Linked DNA regions of Mus musculus: all the other regions are linked to region 1. Evidence: chromatin contacts called from public HiChIP or PLAC-seq data. All regions are on one chromosome and are shown on one strand. The core of a region is the stretch at or near the end of the contact, and the rest is flanking DNA. Distances in the headings are between cores, read along the strand shown.

Region 1 (2,700 bases), core at 2-2,501:
GTGTTTTAGGTACGAACGCATTGCCCACTGAACCATCACCCCTACCCCTGGTGTTTTTTCAAAAGAGATTTTATTTCTTTGGTTTTTTTTTTTTTTTCCCCTTGGAAAAGCATGATGAAGACTTGTCACATGGGAGAGTCTCCTGGGAGGCTTGTCAGTGACTAACAACTGTCTTGTGTTGCTATCATTTTACCAGTAAAGTTTAAAGGGGGAAAAAAATTTCAGTAAAACAGAAGAATGAAGATAGGCTCAGAAGAACAAACCGCCAAACAAAAAGGATAGTCCAGTCTACTGGCCCATATATATATGCCAGCATTTGAGAGGCTGAGGCACAGGCAGGAAGGCCAGAAGTTCAAGGCCATGCTCAGCAACACTGAGGGTGAGGCCAGCCTGCACTGTATCTGACTCTCAAAACCAAGTGAGGCCAAGAGGATGCTCTGCAAATGGAGACATCTGCCTAACCCTGAGTTTAATTCCTTGGTCTCACATGGTAGAAAAAAAAACAGACTCCCGCAAATTACCCTCTGACACGCACCCTCCGTATATAGGCACACACACACATCCATATATACCTGCACTACATAAAGAAATGTAATAAAATACATTTCAAAAGAAAATTACTAATTAAGTAAGTAAGTCACCTACGATGCCGTAATTCCTGGGTATGTGATATTCCTTGCTGGAACAAGCAGAAAAGTTTGCAGTCCTCGTCAGACTTGAGGGCGTGAGCCGAGTCCGGAATGGATGCCTGGCTGGTGAAGCCTCAGGCGGCCTGCCTGCAGACAGGTAGGAAGTGTGTGTTCTCCAAGACAGAGGCCAGCACCAGCAAGATTAAGAAGCCTGAGTGTGAAGCTGCTGAGATGGCTTGGTGGCTAAGGTCCCTGGCTGCTCTGGAAGAGGACACGGCTTCAATTTCTAACACCCGGATGGTGGCTCGAAACCATCTGTAACCCCAATTCCAGGGGATCCGAGGCCCTTTTCCTTTTCTTACAACCTCCTTAGGCACAAGCACACACGTGGGCACTTACATATTTGCAGGCAAAACATTCTTACACATACAACAAGATAAATTAACAAAACAAAACAAAACAAAACCTGAGTGTGGGGCCAGGCAGGTAGCTAGTCACCTGTCCGTGCTCCCCGAAGCCACAGGCACCTGCAGCAGCGCAGCCACAGGTCCCGCGAATGTCCCTGTCTCCACCTACCTTGCTCTTCTGAAAGTGATCCTGAGGACAGTCTATGAAGCAATGCCAGGATCCTAGAAGCAGCAAAGGTGCTTTGAAGGGTATGTGACTTCCTGTGACACTGTGATATACCAACTCTCCCCTCACCCATGTGGGGCTTCTTGACAAAAGGAAGAAGAAAGAAAAAAAAAAAAAAAAGCTGAGTGACTCATTTCCCCAAACGCAAAGCTAGGCTGGTGTAGTTTCTTCTGTGGCAGGGAAGAAAAATGACAAGAAGGTAAGAGCCAGGTGCAGCGGCGTAGACTGTGATCCCAGCACGTGGGAGGTGGAGGCAGGCGGTCATCCTGGGCTACATAGTGTGTTTAAGGCTAACCTGAACTACATGTGAACCTGCCTCAAAAAAGAATGGATGGGAGGGCATGGAGGGAAGGGACAGGGAGGGAGAATAAAAAGGGAAACTTTAAGGCTTTTCAAGTTGTGAAATATATGTGCTGTGGGTTAGGGATGGCGCACAGAGGCAGAGGGTTTGCTTAGAGTGATCAAAGCCCTGGGTCTAATCGCAGGACCACAAAGAGCAGTTGTTTAAAAAAAGAAAAACTGTGAGCACGAGTCCCTTGATTAGGTCTTCAACTCTGGGAGAAGACCAAAAACAAAAAAACCAACAAGAAACAAAACAAAACAACCAACAACAAAACAAGCAAAAACAAAAACAAACCAAAAACAACAAACCGAACAAAAACATGCAGAGGAGGGGAAAGTTGATTTAATGATGTGAGTCTGACTTACAAGGTGACTTCGTCAGGTAACTCCATTTTCAGAGGATCTGCTGCCCTCTCCTAGACATGGCACAAGCTCGACGCAGCAACACACATGGAGGCAAAACCTCCATCCATATAAACAAAACCGGAAATGACTGAGCTGCCAGGGGGAGCATGAGTTGATCTTGAGACCCAGGGCAGCTTTCAGCCTTGTGGGATGGGCAAGCTGCTACTACCCAGAGGTAACCAGCAGGCAGCCTGGCACAGTGCATCCCCACTCCTTAAGAACCAGGAGACCTTCCTGCAGGGAGGATTTCAAATGAAACATCAGGGTCAGAAGAGACAAGAGCACTGGCTGCTCTTACAGAGGACCTGCCACCAGCTCTCTGTACCCAAGTGTCTGTAGCTCCATTTCTAGGGGACCTGACACTCTCTTCGTCTCTGTGGCTACTGCACACATGTGGCGCACTTACATATATGTAGGCCAAAGCCTCATACACATACAAGTGAGAATAAATAAACATTGTTTTTCTGGGGCAGGAGACATGAAGTTTGTAGCCTCAGCTGCCCTGAAATTCAGAGATCTGCCTGCCTCTGCTTCTGAAGTGTAGGATTAAAGATGTGTGCCATTACACCTGACTAAAAATAAATAAATCTTTTTTTTTCTTTTTTTGAGACAGGGTTTCTCTGTGTAGCTCTGGCTGCCCTGGAACTTTGTAGACCAGGCTGGCCTCGAACTCAGAAATCCGCCTCTGCCT
Region 2 (2,700 bases), core at 86-2,585, 88 kb after region 1:
TGGGTGTTTTGCATGCATGTATTCTGTGCACTACTTCCAGTGCCCAGAGGAAGCCAAAAGAGGGCGTTGGATCCCTTGGAACTGGAATTGCAGATGGCTGTGAGTCGATGTGTGGGCACTGAGAATTGAACCCGGTTCTTCTAGAAGAGCAGTCAGCCAGCCAGCCAGTGTTTTTAACTGTAGATTCATCTCTCCAGTCCCTGTCGTTTGATTTTTGAGACAAATTCTCACTCCATTGTTTCATGCAGTCAAGCTTAAACTTCTGAGCAATCTTCTGCCTTAGTCAGGGACTACAGGCAAGACAGTCCTTTGTCACAATGCCAGCTGAAATACTTATCAATGGTATTTATCCAAATAGATGCTTGCCTGGCCCAGCCTCGGCATAAAGCCATAAAATATCATCCTTGTCCAATACTTGGGAGTACTTAGCTAAAGCAGTATTTTTCCTTTCTTTAAAAACTCAGGCCGGGTGGTGGTGGTGCACGCCTTTAATCCCAGCACTTGGGAGGCAGAGGCAGGCGGATTTCTGAGTTTGAGGCCAGCCTGGTCTACAAAGTGAGTTCCAGAACAGCCAGGACTACACAGAGAAACCCTGTCTCAAAAAACAAAAACAAACAAAAAAACAAAACAAAAAAACCCCCAAAAACTCAGGCAGAAAAGAGCCAGAAGAGTACAGAGGATCTTAAACCTTCACCCACAGAGCAAAGATAAGTCAAGGAACCGAAGCAAATGAAATACATTGAGTAATGTTATTATGGTAAAAATTAAAATCTAAACAATGGGGAAAAAAACCAAAAAAAAAAAAAAAAGCCAAAGATAGAAATGGCTTATACATTTACTCAACCACGGAAGTGACAGGAGTAAAATAAAGCTGTATAAAACAAACTAGTCAAATAACTAAAACAAAATCAATAGAATCGAATAAAGTGGAAAGGAACAGATGACGGGAAGAAATCAGTGAAGAAATTTGTTGGGCTGTTCCGCGCTGCCGCTAGGTGGCGCTCGGCGCCCCGGGCTCCACGCGGATTCCCGGTTGCGTCCCGAGACTCTGCCTCTCTGCTGCTTTCCAGAGGGATCCCGCGGGCTGGCCGTACCCCTTCCCGGCTGTCCCCGCTGGGAATAGCTTGGAGGTCGTGTGAAGAGTCACATCGTGGGCAGGATACCCTGGTGATAAGGACACAGATCGCAGCGGGACCACAGCTGTTCCAATGATTTTGATTTCCTTGGTGGGACAGCTACAATAAAGTTTTTTCTCGTATATTAAAGGATCAACGCGTATGGAGTGAAAACTCCCCACCTGCAGGGTTGCCTGTTAGCTTCCTGAGGTCTCAGCGGAGATATGGACTGTGGTAAGACTGTTGGCAGCTGGCCATTGCCCGGGTCCCAGAAGTCCCCAATCAGGGCTGAGCTGGGGGGGGGGGGGTGTGGGTGTGGGTGGGGATAGGGGCTGCTCACATGCTAATGTGGCGGTGACAATCGTGCGGGGGCGCCCCCGCGCCTGGGGGAGCCAAGGCAGAAACAAAGCATTAGCATTTTCCCCTAGAGAAAGGACTGCATTCCTGGGAGGGGAGCGCGGCCCTCCCCATTCACACTGGGGACCACACAGAGTGCCTCTTGCGCCAAAAGCTGGAAGGTTCGTCGGTTTGGCTTTTCTTTTGACCCGGGCGTTGCATACGAAATGTAGATATTTTCCTAAACGCCGGCTTTGACATTTAATGCGTTCCTAAGTAGTCTGAAATGTGGACTGGATTAGGAGGAGGCTAGGGGCCCACCGGGACACTCAGGCAAATCCCCTTAAATCCTCCAAGACAATTGTGTGTCACCACACGGATTCGCTTTGCCCCAAATGAGGAGGCTAATGAACTTCACTGCCTCCTTCCGTGACAGCCCACTCGCACCTGGCCGAGCCTCTGCGCCCGCCTCCCAGCTTTGTGTCAGGGCGTGTTTACTTTGTGTTTACTTTAGGCCAGGCCTGTTGGCTTCTAGGATCCAGTCTGACCATTAACTAAGGCACCTATCCTGGGCCATTGCTCAACCTTTACTCCACAAGGGGTGAGGGACACAAATACTGAGGGCCCTGGGACCTTGGGGCTATTACAGGCCACCCCATTTCAGGCCCCTTGGAACACTGCTAAGCCCAGAAAGAAAAATAGCATGAAACTCTACTTTACATGGGGAGTATTTTACCAGCAGGTTATGCGCCCCCGGAGGCCAGAAGAGGGCATCAGCTCTATTGACCTGGAGCTACCTGGTTTCGAGCCACCGTGTGGATTCTGGGAATCGAGCACCATCCTCTGCATACCTTCAGCTCCTCTCACCCATCTTCATAATTTACTTCTTATTCTCTCCCCTTCCCCTTTGAGACAGGTCTCATTATGAAACCCTGGCTGGCCTGGAATTTGCTATACTGTCCAGAATGGCTTCAATCTCACATATTTCTTTTTTTTTTTTTTCTTTTTTTTCTTTTTTTGGTTTTTCGAGACAGGGTTTCTCTTTATAGCTCTGGCTGTCCTGGAGCTCACTTTGTAGACCGGGCTGGCCTCAGAAATCCGCCTGACTCTGCCTCCCAGTGCTGGGATTAAAGGCGAGCGCCACCACGCCCGGCCAATCTCACATATTTCAATGTCACTCAAATTTTGCAAATTTTTGTTTTTTGTTTGGTTGAGACAGAGTTTCTCTGCTTAGCCCTGGAAGAACTCT
Region 3 (2,923 bases), core at 290-2,789, 68 kb after region 1:
CTTCTGGTCACATACGGGGCAGCGCAGCTTCAGCGCCTCGGCGGGGCCCGCGCCTCCGGGAGCGGGCAGCCGGTGCGCCTCGAGGCACGGCCGGCAGAAGGCGTGCAGGCAGGGCAAGACGTGAAGACGCCGCGCCGCCGCCCCGGGGCCGCCGCCGCCCGCCGACGACGTGGAAGTCTGCGAGGACGACGACGAGGCGGACGAGTTGGAGGAGAGCGGCGCGGGCGAGCCGCACATCTCCTTGCACAGCAGGCAGATCTGGAAGTCGGTCTCCGGGAACGAAGCCATTTGCAGGCGGGCTGGAGGGCAGAGGGCGCGCGGCGAGGAGGATGAGGGCGCGCGGCTCACTCAGCAGAGCGCATCGAGGACGCGGTGGAGGCGACCCCTGGGCCACCTCGGCAGGGCGGGTTTGCACTGCTACTCCTCAGCAAACGAGCGCCCGCACAAGTCTCAAAGTCCGCCGTGGAATCCGGTCCCCGCGGCGCAAACCAATTTGGTCCCAACGAGTCTTGCTTGTGTTGTTTTTTTTTTTTCCTTGCCCTCCGGCTAAATGAATTGAGCCTCCTGGAGGGAGGGGAAAACGTCCGGGAGTCGCAGCAGTCCAAGTCCCCGCGCGCGCCGCCGGCCGCCCCGCCGCATGACGCGGCGGCAGGAGCTCCTGCGTGGCGGCCGAGGCGCAGCCTCCCCCGCGGCGCGGTCGGCTCGGGCGCGCAGCTGCGCCTCGTGCGGGGGCCCCCGGCCCGCGGAAGCACGCGTGCCAAGTACGCACGCGCGCCCCACACGCTCCGCGCCCGTGCGCAGCCCTGCCGGGCCGCGGTCTCTATGCGCTCACACGCGCGCGCGCCCCACGCGGCCCGGCGCCCGCGTGTCCTCCGGCCTCCTGGCTCGCTCTCTAGCGCGCGCTCCGACCCTTCTCCGGCCTCAGGCGCTCCGCGGCGCGGGGCCGCAGGTCCCCGCGGGCCGCCCTGAATTATTCATCGGCGGGAAGATATTGGATGTACGGGCCGCCCGCTCCGCGCGGGGCCGTCGTGCAATGCTATCCGCGTTCCGCGCGAGCCGCGCGCCCCTCCTCCTCACGGCCGTCCTCTCCGAAACCTGGGCAGCGAAGGAGGATCACATTTCCTTTGTCATCGGGCCATTTCACCCTCGCTTGGGTCCCCCCTTCAATCCCGGAGCCTCGGGAACCGAGTCTCCCTCCCGGGCTTGCTCGAATCAGAGGAGTACGCGAGGGACCCGCGCGGCCACTTCGGGAGCCGCGTGGCCAACGCCGCCCGCGGCTCCCGCCTGCGTCATCCTCCTACGAACGATTCGCCGAGCGGGGATGCGGGTGGCCCCGGCTGCGCTGCGCCTACCGGGCTCAGGCTCTCCCGATGCCCTGGTGTCCTGGGTTGCTTTGGGCTTTATTTTGCACGACTCCCCCGAACGAGGGGCTGTGTGCGTGCGCGTGTCCCCCTTCTTTCTCCGCTTTGCCGCCTCTCAGAACGCGGGTTATTGGGACTGATCGGAATTCGGAATCCTTTTAATCTCCAAAGGAGCAAACTCACTTCCGCCCGAGTGCTGGGAGGGGTGGGGGAGGGGAGGCCGGGGAGGGGGTTCCAGGCAAACAGGAAACATTAGCCCTCTTGGCCCGGCCGGCTTTTGTGTACGCCTCCCCTCCTCCCACCACCCTCCTCCCCCGCTCCGGCCGCGGGGGAGACGATCGCCCCCAGGCCTCAGTGTGACGACCTTTGGAACCTCCTGGGCGAGGAACGCAGAGCGACTCTTCCGTTTATTAAAAAAAAAAAAAAGAAAGAAAGAAAGAAAAAAAGACTTCATTCTGAATCTTTGCCTCTTGGAAGCTGATGGCCACTGCCCCGGAGAGCTAGGTCCCCCCACCCCCAACACCACCATCACCCCCTTTTTTTTCTCTTCCTTTTCCTTTACATTTCTCTAGGACTCTACAAAGCTGAGACCGACCTCAAGCATCGCACAGTTGTGCAGTTGGATGCATGGAACTAAACGACTCTGAATTCTGGACGTCCAAGGGGCTGGTTGCTCTCAGTTTTAATGGGAGCCCAGGCAGCTGTTAAGAGAAGGCGACCCACTGACGGGCCCCGCGGCCATCTGGGTGGTGCCCCAGGCGGTTCTGAGGGTGAAACTTTAAGGCTCTCAGAAGAAAGACTTGGAAAGGCTGCTCTCAGAACTTTTTTTTTTTAATGCTACTTAAGATGGGTGTGGTGGTGTACCCATTATAATTCAGCAAGCAAGAGGCTAGGGCAGAACTACACTGTGAGACCCTCTGTCAAATTAACTCGCGAGTAAAATACATAAACAAATGCCATCAAGCTGTGTATAAAATTTCACTCTGTAGATTATACTTTGAAAGGAAAAAGACTGCACGCTGGACCCTCACACGTTCAAGATCTGGGCTACATGAAACCTCTCAAGAAAGTGATGAAAGAACTGGAAAGGTTAGCTCTGCAGTCCATCAAGAGGAGAGTTCAATTCTCAGAACCCCACTTTGGGTGGCTCTGAACTTCTTGCTTCATGTGCACATACCCCCACATAGACACACTGTGTGTGTGTGTGTGTGTGTGTGTGTGTGTGTGTGTGTGTGTGTGTGTGAGTGTGTGTGTGTGTGTGTGTATGATTATGAAAGCCTAGAAGAGAATGTAGCTTCCAATCTAAGTAACCATTCCTGGATCGTAATGATACGGATAGGATGCAATTCTAGATACTGCCTTTTATTCATGGGGAAAAAAAAAAAAAACAACAACAGAAAAGATCATTCTAGAAACATGAATCCATTCTGGACAGGCTGCTGAAGAGGCAAATCCCTTGGGGCTCAGATACTTCAGGGACAAGCCACACACACACACACTCCTCTCCCCCACCCCCACCCCCCACAAGTGACCTACAGCATCATGGGAAGACCAGAGACCCC
Region 4 (2,700 bases), core at 176-2,675, 110 kb before region 1:
ATAGCAGTTCTGAAGCCAGCCCAGGTTACATGAGGAAAAAAAGAGAGAGTGAGAGAAAATAATTTTTATGCTCAAGATGAAGGAGGAAGGGCGGGATTTGGAGAGCTTTAGCAGAGCTCTGTGGCAGAACCTGGGTGAAGGGGACTGGAGCCATAGCTCAGTGGATAAGGGCACGTCCTGCCCTTGCAGAGGACCCAAAGTTCTCTCTGTTCCCTGTACTCAGGTTACACTGGGTGGCTCACAATCACCTCTAATTTCAGCTCCAAGGGATCTGCTGCCCTCTTCTGGCCTCCATAGGCATCCACACACGTATGACATGGTATACACACAGACACAGGCACACAGATTTCACACAGCACGCACGCACATAAAAATATAAATGAGAAAAAAAAAATCAAAGGATAAAGGAATGATGCTCGAGGTTGAGTGGCAGGGCTGAGCCTTGGGCTTGGTGGGGCTAGACCTAGAGAAGTGGCCCAAGGGAGGCCCAATATGGGATGCTGCTGGTGAGCGCTCACAAGGGAGGGTGGGGCAAGATTGGACCCTGTTCGGTAGGACAAATTTTGAGGGAGGGTGATTGTGCAGAGGGGGATGGTCCTGGACACAGGACAGGAGATGTGATTGGCGGGGCCTGGGTGGGCGAGGCTCAACTGGACTGCAGGCTTGCTGGGGGGATTGGGATAGGGCAGAAGTGGTTTGGGAGCTGGGGTCGGCTAGACCGGATCAGCCGGAAGGGGTTCTGTGGGCGGGGCTCGGGGGCGGCGACCTGGGCTCGACAGAGAGCGGCTCGGTAGAGTGGGCGGGGTTTGGCAGGGCGGGGTTCGGGGTGGGGCGAGTGCCCTTACCTTGAAGTAGGCGAACTGCAGAAACTTGTAGGGCTCGCGCTGCTGAAAGTCCGCCAGCACTGAGCGGCTGGGCTGCGACTGGCGGAAGGCGGGCAGGCCCTGCTTGCAGCGCTTGAGGCACTGCGCGCGGCGCAGCACGCTGCCGAAGAGGCGTAGTTCGGCGTGGCTGGCCGGGCCGGCGGGCGCGGGTGCTGGCGTGGCCGCGCTGCAGTTGCGGTGGCAGAAGGCCTCGCTGTCGCGCAGCAGACGGTGCAGCCGCAGGCTCACCTCCAGGTAGCCCACGCTCTCGGCCCAGTGCTCGCCGCTGTACTGGTCGAGCGCGTGGCGGTAGGCCGACTCGAGCGGCATCAGCTCGTCCCGCGGGAAGCTGCGGAAGCTGTAGCGCTCGTACTGCCCGCGCCCGGGGGTCGGCGCGCACCCGACACACAGCAGCACCAGCAACGCGGCCGTAGGGCTGCGGGGCCCCATCGCGCGTGGCCCACGAACCAGAGCCCCGAGCTGAGGACGCGCGACGCGGCAGGCCTAGGAAGGGAGGCGGGGAAGCGGGCCGTGGCCCGCCCCGTCCGGCAGACCTCCTCGCCGGGGGACCGAGATGGGCGTGCCTGGAGGAGGTGCTCAGCCTTTGCCTCTGAAAGGTGGAGGGGTAGGACCCAAGTGAATTCCAGGCCAGCCTGCGGTGCGTGGAACTCCCATCTTTGACAGGAAAGAAAGTTTATAATCACTTTAAGAATGTATGGGCCGCGCACGCCTAATTTCTGGTTCACCACATCCTGGTTGGGGTGCGTTTTAGTTTTCGACTCGGTCTCCTAGCTGTAGCCCAGATTAGCCTTAAACTCCCACTATAGTTCAAATTTATTTCAAATTTACATCGCTAAGCCTGCCATAAATAATAGGCTGCGGGTTTACAGGCTTCACACTTTGAATAGCAATGCTATTGACCTAAGGTTTTAGAGGATGTTGCATGGATAAAATTAGTAAGAATACCGGTGGCTCCTTGAATATCGTGTGACTTGTCTAGTTGAGGATATATTACGTCTTAGGATGCTGGAGGAATTTACCTGAGCTATATGATGAAGACAGCATTAAGAAAAAAATTCTGAGCTGGGCGTGGTGGCGCACGCCTTTAATCCCAGCACTCGGGAGGCAGAGGCAGGCGGATCTCTGAGTTCGAGGCCAGCCTGGTCTACAGAGTGAGTTCCAGGACAGCCAAGGCTACACAGAGAAACCCTGTCTTGAAAAAAAAAATTCTGTACACTTTGAAATAGTTTACAGCAAAGGTATAGGGATAGAATTCAAAACTATATATATATACATACATACATATACACATACCCTTTTGTAAAATATGTATGTATGTATGTATGTATATATATATATATATATATATATATATATATATATATATATATATACACACACATACATATACACATACCCTTTTGTAAAACTTAGAAGCTGACTGGCTCACCTTTGATCCCAGCACTTTTAGAAGGCAGAAGCAGTGAGTCTCTGAGTTCCGGAGCAGCCTAGGCTACACAATGAGACCTTGTCTAAAACAAACAAACAAAAACAGAAGGTATTTAGAACTTCCGAGATTAGCTGCTAAAGGCACTTGGTACCAAGCCTGATGACCTGAGTTCAATCTCAGGACACTTTGGGAAAACAGAATCGGCTCCTCCACGTCAATGTTTGACCTCCACACCCGTGCTGTGGTACCTGGGTGCGGTTCCCGGTCAGGAGGCCAGGAAAACCAGGTTCTTGGGGAGGTTCCTGTAAAGGATTTATTACAACAAGAATTCCTCATTCCTTTTCAATACTGTATTTACTGTGCTATTCAATAAATGGATGGGCGTTG

The links. HiChIP or PLAC-seq counts read pairs in DNA pulled down with a chosen protein or histone mark.
Region 2: a contact with region 1 is called in an H3K27ac HiChIP or PLAC-seq map of embryonic stem cells, with 69 read pairs. The contact joins the enhancer-like site here to the promoter of Ccr4 in region 1. A contact is called at or near these places in 25 of 39 promoter capture datasets (the 3T3-L1 cell line, 3T3-L1-derived adipocytes, the C10 cell line and 14 more), 12 of 15 datasets of contacts at CTCF or cohesin (CD8 T cells, the G1E-ER4 cell line, the NIH/3T3 cell line and 5 more), 292 of 484 Hi-C or Micro-C datasets (3T3-L1-derived adipocytes, the 4T1 cell line, the 63-12 cell line and 140 more), 54 of 115 datasets of contacts at active chromatin or transcription factors (the 230-238 cell line, CD4 single positive thymocytes, CD8 T cells and 30 more) and 5 of 9 other capture datasets (adipose tissue, embryonic stem cells, embryonic tail and 2 more).
Region 3: an H3K27ac HiChIP or PLAC-seq map of embryonic stem cells shows a contact between it and region 1, with 19 read pairs. The contact joins the promoter of Trim71 here to the promoter of Ccr4 in region 1. A contact is called at or near these places in 19 of 39 promoter capture datasets (the 3T3-L1 cell line, 3T3-L1-derived adipocytes, the HPC-7 cell line and 10 more), 1 of 15 datasets of contacts at CTCF or cohesin (CD8 T cells), 135 of 484 Hi-C or Micro-C datasets (3T3-L1-derived adipocytes, the AML12 cell line, B cells and 69 more), 32 of 115 datasets of contacts at active chromatin or transcription factors (CD8 T cells, the HPC-7 cell line, bone marrow-derived macrophages and 15 more) and 4 of 9 other capture datasets (adipose tissue, embryonic stem cells, liver and 1 more).
Region 4: a contact with region 1 is called in an H3K27ac HiChIP or PLAC-seq map of embryonic stem cells, with 19 read pairs. The contact joins the promoter of Crtap here to the promoter of Ccr4 in region 1. A contact is called at or near these places in 6 of 39 promoter capture datasets (the 3T3-L1 cell line, HPC-7-derived erythroid cells, embryonic stem cells and 1 more), 2 of 15 datasets of contacts at CTCF or cohesin (CD8 T cells and embryonic stem cells), 24 of 484 Hi-C or Micro-C datasets (the AML12 cell line, the G1E-ER4 cell line, embryonic stem cells and 4 more), 13 of 115 datasets of contacts at active chromatin or transcription factors (CD8 T cells, the HPC-7 cell line, T-cell acute lymphoblastic leukemia and 4 more) and 4 of 9 other capture datasets (adipose tissue, embryonic stem cells, liver and 1 more).

Annotation. Positions count from the first base shown.
Region 1 is chr9:114,495,293-114,497,992 of GRCm38.p6, forward strand. Ccr4 (chemokine (C-C motif) receptor 4) reads right to left here and starts at 1,252. Exons shown (of 2, transcript NM_009916.2): 1 at 1,206-1,252.
Region 2 is chr9:114,582,931-114,585,630 of GRCm38.p6, forward strand. No RefSeq gene overlaps it. Among named protein-coding and RNA genes, the nearest start is that of Trim71, 20 kb to the left of the region's middle. Within about 2 kb of position 1,336, at least 138 of the 459 cell types and tissues checked have an H3K27ac peak or open chromatin away from gene starts, as enhancers often do. A contact at or near this core is called in 8-cell embryo, the AML12 cell line, the C2C12 cell line and 46 more, where this site is marked.
Region 3 is chr9:114,562,830-114,565,752 of GRCm38.p6, forward strand. Trim71 (tripartite motif-containing 71) reads right to left here and starts at 1,540. Exons shown (of 4, transcript NM_001042503.2): 1 at 1-1,540. The coding sequence starts at 288.
Region 4 is chr9:114,389,287-114,391,986 of GRCm38.p6, forward strand. It overlaps Crtap (cartilage associated protein), which reads right to left and starts at 1,426. Exons shown (of 7, transcript NM_019922.2): 1 at 846-1,426. The coding sequence starts at 1,313.